Linked DNA regions of Gasterosteus aculeatus: region 1 is linked to region 2. The links are chromatin contacts, called in public Hi-C maps. All regions are on one chromosome and are shown on one strand. The core of a region is the stretch at or near the end of the contact, and the rest is flanking DNA. Distances in the headings are between cores, read along the strand shown. Region 1 holds the start of edn1 (endothelin 1). Region 2 has its middle 9.8 kb from the start of hivep1.

What was found. A called contact is a pair of places that touch in the nucleus more often than the background predicts.
Region 1: a contact with region 2 is called in a Hi-C map of liver, with 16 times the contacts expected there. The contact joins the promoter of edn1 here to the enhancer-like site in region 2. A contact is called at or near these places in 6 of 6 Hi-C or Micro-C datasets (blood and trunk muscle, liver, skeletal muscle and 2 more).

The regions. Positions count from the first base shown.
Region 1 is chr10:4,123,803-4,129,255 of fGasAcu3.hap1.1, reverse strand. edn1 (endothelin 1) reads right to left here and starts at 1,275. Exons shown (of 5, transcript XM_040187992.2): 1 at 1,016-1,275; 2 at 680-833; 3 at 328-456; 4 at 69-167. The coding sequence starts at 1,205. All of the region lies in intron 2 of LOC120826063 (a long non-coding RNA gene), which reads left to right.
Region 2 is chr10:4,071,614-4,077,535 of fGasAcu3.hap1.1, reverse strand. No RefSeq gene overlaps it. Among protein-coding and RNA genes, the nearest start is that of hivep1, 9.8 kb to the left of the region's middle. Within about 2 kb of position 2,010, at least 3 of the 9 cell types and tissues checked have open chromatin away from gene starts, as enhancers often do. A contact at or near this core is called in liver, where this site is marked.

The DNA.
Region 1 (5,453 bases), core at 26-2,525, 52 kb before region 2:
CTGAGAGGGAGTGACTTTCTAATTACACGAGCGTTTCTTTCTGCCAACAGTTTTTGAGACTTTCTTACCTCTTAATCGTGTCCGTGTCGCCCGCCAGCTTGAGTTTGCACTGCGGCCCCGCACACGCACCGGCCTCGGCGGCGCGCATCGCCGTGTCCGTCTCATACCTGCGATCACACAGAGAAAACCCCCCCGCGGTGAGAAGAGGGGTCCGGTCTCACGGACAGGTGCCGCACCGACTCGTTTCTAGCGTGGCTGCGCGCGTGTCTTATTGCTGTGCACGAGGCGCGTGAGGAGCTGATAGCTGGGTTTGGGGGGGGCTGGTACCTGGGGGGGCTCTCCAGCTGGCAGAAGTTTGTGCAGGTCACGTCGTTTTGGCGCAGACACTGGCAGCGAGGATCCGCGAGCGCGCGCCTCGTCCGGGGAGCGCTGCCCAGTCCGTACGCGACCACGCGCCTGAACGCAAAGGGGACAGAAGCAGGTTAAAACCAACGAGACTCCAATATTATACATTTATAAATCAAAACGCACCAAGAGAAAACTATCATTTTGCTTTATTTGCAGTTAAAAGATCGCCTCCAATTAATCGATACTGAATATTTGCTCATTAATCTTCTGTCCGGTATTTCTGAAGTGTCTCCACTGGAGACGCGTGTTGGACCCGTTGCTGTGGACTTACTCAGGAGTGTTGACCCATATGATGTCCAGGTGGCAGAAGTAGACGCACTCGTTGTCCAGGAAAGTGGCGCAGGAGCAGCGTTTGTTGCGCACATGGCGCCGCGGCGGCGCGTCGGTGGAGGCAGCGGGTGTCTGCGCTGCGGGCGCCGACAGCACTGAAACAAGATGATCGGGATCAAAACAATGCCCCGTATTTTGACCCAACTGTATTTCACGATGCTTTGCGGCCATGATTCACATTGGAAGTGGAAAAGTAACACAGGTGGTATCAGACCAAAGGGGTGAGCTGAAGTGAAACTGAAGGTGTAATAAAGGGTTTAAATAGGTCGAAAGTTACCTGCGCAGATAATCCAGGTGTGCATCAGTGACAACGCGGAAATCCAAATGCACATGTCCATGACTCCAGTCCTCGAGAGAGCGAGTAATCCTCCAGTAGTGGCCAAAATAACCATCCAGTGTATCAGTCCGACGCAAAGGGACCCGGTGATGCTCCTCTGATCGGCAGGCTCTCTGTCAATGTGGCCCATATGTGCAGCCCTTTGACTTTATACACCAGCTCTCCCCCCTCCCCTCCCCTCCCTCCCTCCCTCCCTCCCCTGCAGCGGCGCGCAGCTGTGTCCTTTGGGCTCACACGCAGACACGCAGCTTGTTAGTGGCCGTGACACCGAGCTGAGCAGGTCCAGTGGGCTTCGGATCCGTATCGGGGGATGGAGAACCGCCCCCGCCTGGGTGGATGGAAGACCCCCCACCTGGGTGGATGGAGGACCCCCGCCTGGGTGGATGGAGGACCCCCGGCTGGGTGGATGCGACCTGTATGTTGTCGGACTCTAGTGTTGGAATTGCACTTCTGAGCCGGCAGGTGGCAGCAGAGCGACAGGACGGATGTCTGAACCGCTGCTGTGCACAGGGACGTTTACGTGTTATAGAAATATAAAGTGTACGAAGCACAGATATGAAGTGCTTGATTTAATTAGTACTGAAGAAGCAGTGCGGAGTACAGCTCAAGGGGAGTTTGTATTCAACGTTGAGAGAATGTAAACTTATTTAGCAAGGAAGACAAACGATATAAGATAACTTTATATTTTTCTATTTATTAAAAATGTAATAAAGGGGATATATATATATATATATATATATATATATATATATATAACAACAGGGAAAATCTAAAGAGCAGCCATTTACTGCAAAATGTACAACATTGAATTTGTCCAGGAATACAGAGAGGAGGTGGGAAAGAGAAAATACAATTAAACGCTATAATAATAAGATTGGCTGAGTTTAGAGACTTCTTAAGATACTCGTGATTAAACAATGGTTCCAAACAAACTAATAACTAGCTGGGGTCTCCCGTTAATTCTCGCATGTGCATCAAATATGCCCCTGAAGTGAAAATAGAATATCAAAATGCTAAAATACTACCTTGTAGATGTTCTGGCTTGCAACAGTAAAGGCATGTCAGCCCTTCAAAGGCAGGGATGCTGTCAAACTAGAGAGCCATCGCCTCTGTGCACACGTGCTGCCTGTAGAGGGAGCCCTTTGTCTCCAGAATAGATAATGCAACGTCGTCTTTCTGGAGATTTCATATTTCAACGGGTAATCAAGAGGCATCAGCCAGTGCTTGAAATGCACATGTGTACGTATCAAAGTACTTTAGGAAGTATTCATTTGAACTGATTCTGTTGTCATACGTTAACCATTTTGAGTCAATATAAGGCCCCTTTTGCGCTGTACCTTGTGTTCCACAATTGCTGTTCTGTTTATTAATGATACAAAAAACAAGCTCTCTGAGGCCCGATATGTCCAGAGCTCACAGGAGACGGACAGGAGACGGACAGGAGACAGCAGATAGAATGAGAGAGCTGACGTGATGTGTCATTGTCCAATTTTCTCCAGTTCGATTTTTAAAAATGTATTTTATTTATTATTTTTGAGTGTTTCTGTCTATTTCTCTTATCAGTACGTTTCCTTTACTTGGATATACATTGTAAAGGGTCTTTGGGTTCCAAGCGCTTTAAAAAACAAAACCATTATTGTTGTTGTTGTTGTTGTTTCCTCAGCACTAGCAGACCACGGCCTCTAGGGGGCTCTCTCTGCTTTGCTGCAGCTTCCTGAGGAGGGGGGAGAACTCTTTGTTAAAGACAGGTTTCCCTCATTGACGGCCTGACAGTGTTTGTTCACGTATTGAGGATTTATTTATATTTTTCTTGTAGGTGGTACCAGTAAAACTAATATAATTATTTATTCATCAAGTAAGTGCCATCGGTTTGATTGGCTTTTAATGAAGTGGTGTCATTTTAATGGGCACACAGTTGTCTCCTCCTGAACAATTTCATATCATAAAAATCTCATAAACAGTACATTATAAAAAAAATGTCAAATGTCATTATAGTTCGTTTCAAAAAGTCCTAGTAAAAATGCCACGTGAAGTGGAATATAATAAGTAATTTTGTAGTATCTCATCGAAGTTCCATAAAACGGTTATTATAGTTTGTTGGAATAAACGTCACAGCGTAATGATTCAGTCAAAATGAATAAACAATATGATAGACTGCTTTTATATAATTTAAAATTGCTAAAAACATGTATATTGTACCATAAAATATAATTAAGAAATGTGGTGTCAAAAAAGACACAATATAAATGACATGATAGTATGCAATCAAGACAACTCATAGTACAGTTTGTCCAAAACCAGTCTCAGGATAGCAGGACACAAATAAAACGGTAATGAAACGGCGTTACGGCTGGACTACAGTAAAGCCAGCCGGGGGCTCAGGTCCCTGCAGGGAACCAGGCTTCGACCGTAGCGAGGGGGTATGAGAATGTGCCCGGGACGGCTCAGTCTACGATCTGGAGAGGTGACGGGGTCCCAAGCAGGTTTTTATTTAACAGACACACAATGACACACACGCACACATCAAAGTGACAGATGAGGAGACTGGAGGCTTAATGGATGGATGTTGGGAGACGAGATTGCGAGCGTTTTTGTGCGCATGTAAAAAAAAACTAATATAGTGGGTCATAAAGAAGACATTGAATAACTTGGAGTACTATATAGTATTTGATGTACATGCAATAATGTTGAGGAAAATGTCCTGGGAAAAGTTGTTGATCACATTAGAGAATGACGAGTAAAGCAGGAGTTGTCTCGCTGCAGCTCACTGCGGAGTATTTGAACTCAGTTCACATTACTGATCAGTATGAACATGTGCACAACCACAACAAAAAGTAAACTTACATAGTTACGCCATCTAGTTTCCTGTGTTTTCTTTGCAGGATCTGGCTTGCATGGAGAGGCACATGTTCCCCCTGCTTGCATGGATATTGTTTTGTTTGTTGCGGACAACAGTCAACCAAGGAGCGAGGGATTCAATGCTGTAATAAAGACAATAGTTAGCAAAGTACTCTTGAAAATATAAAAAGGAAATACAACTGTAAGCGTTTCCTTTAATGGTGTTAGCGTCTCTGCCGGTTTGGAAGCTCCATCGCAGATAACTTCTGGGATTCACTTACCTGTTTTAGCCCAAAACCATGATCACCCTAAACAAAGTGGTTTTGGTGAAGGGATCTAATGACACCAGACCAACGTCACTGCAAGACGGGAGAAAAGGTAGCGGGATGTCCCGTCTCTAACACACACGACAATAAAGCCTCTTTGCAACCAAAGTTATAACAGGAACTTTCAACAAATATTCAACGTAGACTCATATGTTCCACCAGCCTCAACGTAATGCAGTGCAAAAGTGTTAAAGTAACATCCTGGAAACTTTACTCCCCTGATTCTACCTGCTGAAAAAGAAGCTACCAAACCACATATCCACATCCTGTTTACTTGTTGTCTGTGCTTGCAAACTCGCTCGTATACAGGTACGCAAGTCAGTGTTTCCTCTACCACTGTAACAGGGCGCGCCACCCCCTGAAACGTGTGCAAAAAATCGAGATCATTTTTATATTTTCTTATTTTGTTATATTTTCACACACTGACATGAATATGTATGTCGCTTGCAGCAGCGGGGCAGAAAGAACCAGAGTGACTTTTCTCCATGGGGGAAAAAAAGGTCCACAGCTGTGTCCCAATGCGGCGGCTGCATCCTCCGAAGGACCCAGCCAATGCGTGCTACGTGGGCTGGGTCCTTTAACGACCGCAAAGGCTGAACCATTGTGGTTGCCTAGCAACCCGCTGCGCTCGACAATGAAAGCCTTGTAACTCGAAAACGTATAAAATGCAGATAGAGATGGTAACCTTATTTCATTTAATTTACTATGATATGCTTTACCTCTTGAGCATGATAGATTTTGGGCTAAGAGAACACTTTCCAGTCATCCATAAGATAATACAACATATTTCCAAGCTTCACTAGCAGATCGTTGATTTTCATCGGCCCGCAATGAATGATGGGATAAGCTGGGCCGCAGAGGGTGCATCAGATGGGAAGCGTCCTCCAAATCGCAGACCACATTTGAAGGATCCGCCGGAATGATGAGCAGCTTCATCAAAAGGACTGCAGTCCACTTAGGTTAGGCAAATATATATATATATATATATACATATATATATATATATATATATATATATTTCTTTAAAACAAAGACTTTAAATAGACCATTAGACCATCATTAGTTTGTACAGACGTGTCCGCTTGAGCTGGGCAGGAAGGCCCCTCCAAATCCAGATGAATGACACCTTGTTCCTTAGTAGCAATAGGCGAAGGAATAAAGATAAAGGGTAGCGTGAATCCAGATAAAACATGTATTCTCATGATGCACAAAGA
Region 2 (5,922 bases), core at 761-3,260:
AGTGTCTGTTTATACGACAGTAAATGTGGGGAGAGAAATTCAATAATTCCATCCCAGGGTGGAGTAGAAGAGGAATTTTTTATTATTGGAATGCTAGTTAAAAGGAACGTTTCCCCCCCAAATCCACAACACACAGTTGTCTTCTACTTGTGAGATTGCCCCCTGCGAAAAAACAATACCTCCGAAAACGCATCATACCACAACTATATATATATATACACTCAGCGGCCGGCAGCAACTCAATGCATTCAGGCAGGTAGACGTGGTCAAGACAACTTACTGAAGTTCAGGCTGAGCATCAAAATGGGGAAAAAAGGGATTTAAGTCACTGGCAACTGTGTTTGTTATTGTTGTTGTTATTGTATACACAAAGTAGCATTTCAACTAGAGAATTCGAACTGAAAAATAATGTCATTTTAAATAAAATACTTTTTTAGTCATAAAATGTAAGAAAATACAATTTTAGGCAGAATAGCAGGGACCACCCATGCGCACACACACACACACACACACACACATTACGCCACTATTGATTAAGTAAGTACGCTAGAGAGCCTATGAGGCCTTGTTAGACTAAGTGTGTTAGTTCTTACTGGGTTTACAAATCATTAAAATAGAAAAGAAAAAAAAAGTACTAATGATTAATTTACGAAACATTTCTTTGTGTCTTACATTTCTTAGATTCTCATTATTTCATTTTAAAAGGATTGTATTGACCCGTGGGAATAGAGAAGTGAAAGTGAATGAAGCTTTTTACTGGCATATGTCCTACTTCTTTTTTTAAAACAGCACATGAGAAACCAACATCTCCAATGTGACAAAGCACCTACGGGTTGTCAAGACCCATCAATGTGCCAGTGCACGCTTCCGAGTTCACTTCTTATGTAACTATTCCATCCCTTTACATTTAAAATCCTTTCCACTTGTTTGCACTCTGAAGTGCTGGAAAACATCCTCGGGAAGAAGACGGAGGGAAAAAGGAATGAATAAAAAAAACAGGGGAAAAAGAATCAAGTCAGCTCTATTGTTTCTACTTTCCGATGCTTCACTGAGAAAACAGAAAAAAAGGAAGAGGAAAGAAAGAGACAGACGCTTTGCTGAAGAGGATGCAGCTCGCCTGGTGCTTCATACATCAGCTGATTTATGAGCTACATGCAGCACTTAATATCCCTCTGCTGCCCCTGTGAGCCTGTGGAACCAGAGGAGGGTAAACAGTAAAGACATCCGGAGGTCAGATGTATTGATCTATTAATTGCTCGCTGAGTGCTGCGAGGTCAATGCCTCGCGCGTGTGACGTTTATAACCTCACACCCCCACGCGCATGTTTGTGTCACATTAAAGCCCCATTCATCTGCCGTTAGTCGCCATAAACCCCGTCATTTATTCTACCTCCAACTGCGCAGAACAGATACAACAGAAAAGGAAACATACTCAAACTAGAACATTTTAAATGTTCAAGCGCTATGCATGCTGTTATATGTGTGTGGTTTATTTGTTTTGTTTCAGTTGACTGGTTGAACTGGTTTGTTTCACTTCGGTGTCGTCCCTTAACCGACAAACATCTGACATCAACAGGAGAATATGATTGTTACTTGTTTGTTCCCTTATGAAATTCAGTGTGAAAGTAGGTCACTTCTTACTTAACACAACTGTCAAGGTCACGCAGAATACTTCAGATGCTTTCTTTAAAACTTCGGACGCCGACTTTCTTCCAAGGACCAAATCAACATCTTCTTTCACAGTCAAGTCTGATCGCTGCTGACGGACGACGTGGGAATAAAAGTCGTTTCAATCGTTTAGCTGTAATCAAAATCAAATGCCGGCAGCTGTCACGCTTCATCGCCGCTGAAGCTGCGGCTTCCCCATCCACCCAGTTACAGACAAGTAAAGGTGTAAGGTTGTAAATTGTTTTTCGAATGATGAAGCATTCATTCTGGTAAAGTACCACTGCTTTGACTGAAGTGGAAAACCATGAATCATACAGCAGTCACTGGTTTTATTTAGCTCTCTATCGCCCCCTGTGGAGGAAACAAGAAACACATGTCAGCCGGAACTCTTTTACACATTTATCCATCCGACCCCCCCAAAGCTTTTATTTCATTAGTCAGGAAGAGATGATATCCAGTCAAAAATAAAATCTCAATCTTTACAAACACTCTGGAAAATGCTGTTCAATTTTGTGGTGCCAGGCTTAAAAAATGCACGATAGCAACCCAGTGCAGTGCTGACTCCAAGGAAATGTGGTAACGTGGTGAAAAAAGAGGCAAAGTCCACACTAGGACGAAGCGAAGATGGCCGGGTCAAATAACAACAGGTCAGGAGACAGCTGTTTGTGTCTCCTCGTGTACAATGACGCACGGCTCATTGCATTTTGGCATCTTTCAGCTCACGGTTTATTCTTTTTTTACCTTGCTAAAAGACACTGTTGGCCGTCTCTGGGACGGGTGGACACAAACACAGGTCCTGGTGAATAATTAAGTTCTCCGTGTTGGCTGGCTCCGTCAGCTATTTAGAAAGTACCAAGAAAAACATGGGTTCAGCGTGGCTTCTAATTGAAATGTACGCATCACGCACGCCATCCTTGGTTCAACGGCGAGGACATTTCTCAGCACATCCTCGCGTCTCCACTTCTGCTCAAATACTATGACAACCTGATCTTTGGCTTCACTTCCTGTCAGGGTTGATAAGTGCTCGGCGCCGCAGCCTCCGGGCCGACTGTCAGTTCACTCGAGCCTCTGTCAACACTCGGATTCTCAGAGTCTGTCCACGCAGGACGGAGCATCAACTTCAAACCCAAACAGCAGCTACGTTCGGGGGGGTGGGGGCTCGTTTTTAAGAGCTACTCCTCACTCGAGTCCCACACCGATGAATTAATCATGCCTCGCATCACACCTCCCACGCTCCAGCTTATGTAACGTCAGCCACGCGTGGCGCCGCGTACGAGTACGCGTATGTTTATGAGGGTGTATTTATATCCAGACTGGGATGGAGGGAATGGTGACTCATTCTCCTTGCTCTTTATTTTTACCCCACAATCTGCCCACCCACCCATGGCATATTTCTAAGAGGAAGAAGAGAATTGGGGGATTGGTTTAGACGTTTCCCAAGCGCACAATGTTGTTATATCAATAATATCAAAGCATCCTCTTCTCCTGCTAACAATATTAATCAGAACAATGATACTAGGAAATTGCCATCCAAGAGAAATATTAATATCATAAGTGGTCCATAATGTATGAGCGATGGTTTATAAAACAGAGATCAATAAATCCAATCAATCAACTGGTAGCATTTGCCCTTGTGCAGTTTCACTCACTACCGATGACATTGATGTTTATATTCATGTATACGTTTCTAACGATACACACCTGAGCACAACTCCGCTTTCAAAAATGTTTTAAACAAGGTTTAACATCTGAAATCACACAATGAGTAAATGCCGTGCATCTACTTCCAGGCAAGGATTCATTGTGATCTATGAACTCAAAGAAAAACCGACTTCCATCCACTGTTCCTTGTTACTGTTGCCCACAGAACCGCCACTTACTGGACCCGACAGTGAGAAAAAGAAACATCGCGACATCACAAGAAGTGTTCCTTTGGCTGGTTGAGTCGAACAGTTAGCAATCGAAAGCCACAAACATCTATAAACACACTCTATGGACTCACGGAACGCTGGGGCGATTTATTAAAACAAGTGTGCCGTTTAACCACATGTCCACGGTGCATTGAGGTAAAGGGGTGTGCACGGTGAAGCAGGCTGGGTGTCAGCCGCAGAGGGGGAGACCATGGAGCAGCACAGGTGAGTTTATGCAGCTGACGAGCCTCCGGTATCAGCCAATGATCGGCTGCCGTCGGCAAGGACAGCCTCCAGAGCCGTGGGAAGGGCGTCACTGCGTAAGGTAATGACAACATTACCCGGCAGTGTTGTAGGGCAACGTTCAATATTTTGATTCCTACTTTTATAAAGTGGGGTCGACCGCAATCCCTGTTTTGACCAAATTAAAATGAGCTTCACATATAAAGTGAACTCCATCTCCTATGCCAAAAACTGATCACATGTGCTGCATAGTTTGTATTTTAAGACACAAATCCAGCATTATGTTTTATTACATAATGCTACGGCCGTCTGAAAAGACCGTCTGGTGCTCAGCGACCTGCTGTCTGGACCACACCTGCCCCCACATCACTGTCACATTCCTGCTCAGTGCCCCAACGCTAATCAGCATTTACCTCCAAAACCAACGCCGGTAGAAAAGGTCAGCTTCCCAGCCGGCGGACTGAGAGTAATGACCGCGTTTAATAGTTTTAATAGCGCTGCCGTCGCTGAGGTAAAGTCACAGGATGGCGGACGGAGCCCAGATCAGCGGAGACATCTCAACGGTGGCTTGTTATCGCCCCCGACCCCGTGTGTTCCATCAAAATGTCAGAGCCCACGCCTGGCAGGAAGGCTGAGGTCTGGGCAGCCAGGGCCGGAGGGGGCCCGATAGGCATCCACCATTGTCCCCTCCATCATTAACAATGCCATTCACTGTGGCATTTCGGTATCAGCCATGTGCTACACAAAGGCAAGAATGTGATCAGCCTCAGTAAAAGGTAGTTCACCCGTCAGTGTCAAGGATGGATACAGAGACACCCACAAAGAGACACAAAATAATCTTAACTTGATGCAGAACGGCTGCAGAGATACTCAAAACGACCCCAGTGAGACAAATAAAAAAAAGGGCCATGCAGGGAGGGAAGACAACCACTAAGAGACAAATCAACCACAGAAGAAGTGGCCATGGCCGTAGACCATTTAGAGTTAAAAGAAGCAGCTAAAGGGGGGGCTTGAAAGTCTGTGAACCCTCCAGACAGGGTCATTATACAAAAATGTAAAATAACCTCATTGACTATACATCCAACCGCCAATTCAGGTCCAGCCACGACATCTCTATTAGATTGAGGTCCAGACTTTAAGCAGTCCAATCCAGAGTATGCATCCTCTTTCTTTCAAGCCATTTATTTGTGGTTTTGCTGGTATGCTTTGGATTGTTCTTGGCCCAGCTTCAATTTCTTGACTGATGGCCGGAGATTCTGATCAATAATTGATGGGCCTGAGAATTCAGGTTTTCTTGGATAATATGGCGTCGTCCCAGAAGCAGAAAATCCGTTCCAGACCTTCACATTTCCGCCACCATGCTACACTGTTGAGAGGAGGTTCTTTTTTCATGTGACCAAATCATCTTGGACTCATCTGTCCAAAGAACCAGAAGGCCTCTGGTTTGTCCAAGTGCTCTCTGGCAAAGTTGAAATGCGCGGCCTCATTCTTAATCTTTGAGTTAAGGCTTCCTTCTAGCAACCCTCCCATGAAGGTCGTGTCTGATTGGAGATGCGTGTACATTTACCCCAGATGCTGCCAGAGATGTCTGCAGCTCTTCAGAGGTGATGTGTATGCGGGCCTTTACCTGATTTATTATCCTTCTTGGTGATAGTCTTTATGGGTGTCCACTTCCAGGCAGAGTTGCTGTCATGTTGACTGCCTTCCGTTTGTAAGTATCTTACAGTGGATGGAGCTGGAAATCTTTTGGGGGTGGTCTTATAGCCAGAATTAGGGGCTTTCAGTACCTTCCTGGTGATACCTTCTTTCCTCGGGCCATTGTTGATCTGTGGTTCATTTCATATTGCACATACACTAATTCCATGTAGTTTTTTGGCTGCTCACACAATTTTATAACATTTCACATATGTAGAACTGGTGATAAAATCACGGTGAAAAAAAGACTTACCCAGCACTGTATTTATTGATTTGTTACGCCGCATTATAACCCCACAGAACTTCAGAACTTTGCTAACCCCGCCCTCGTTACATAACTGTCCTGCTGCGATGCCACGAAAGGCCACACAGACCTGAAAAGCAGGGACAACAATCGTCTTTTGCGG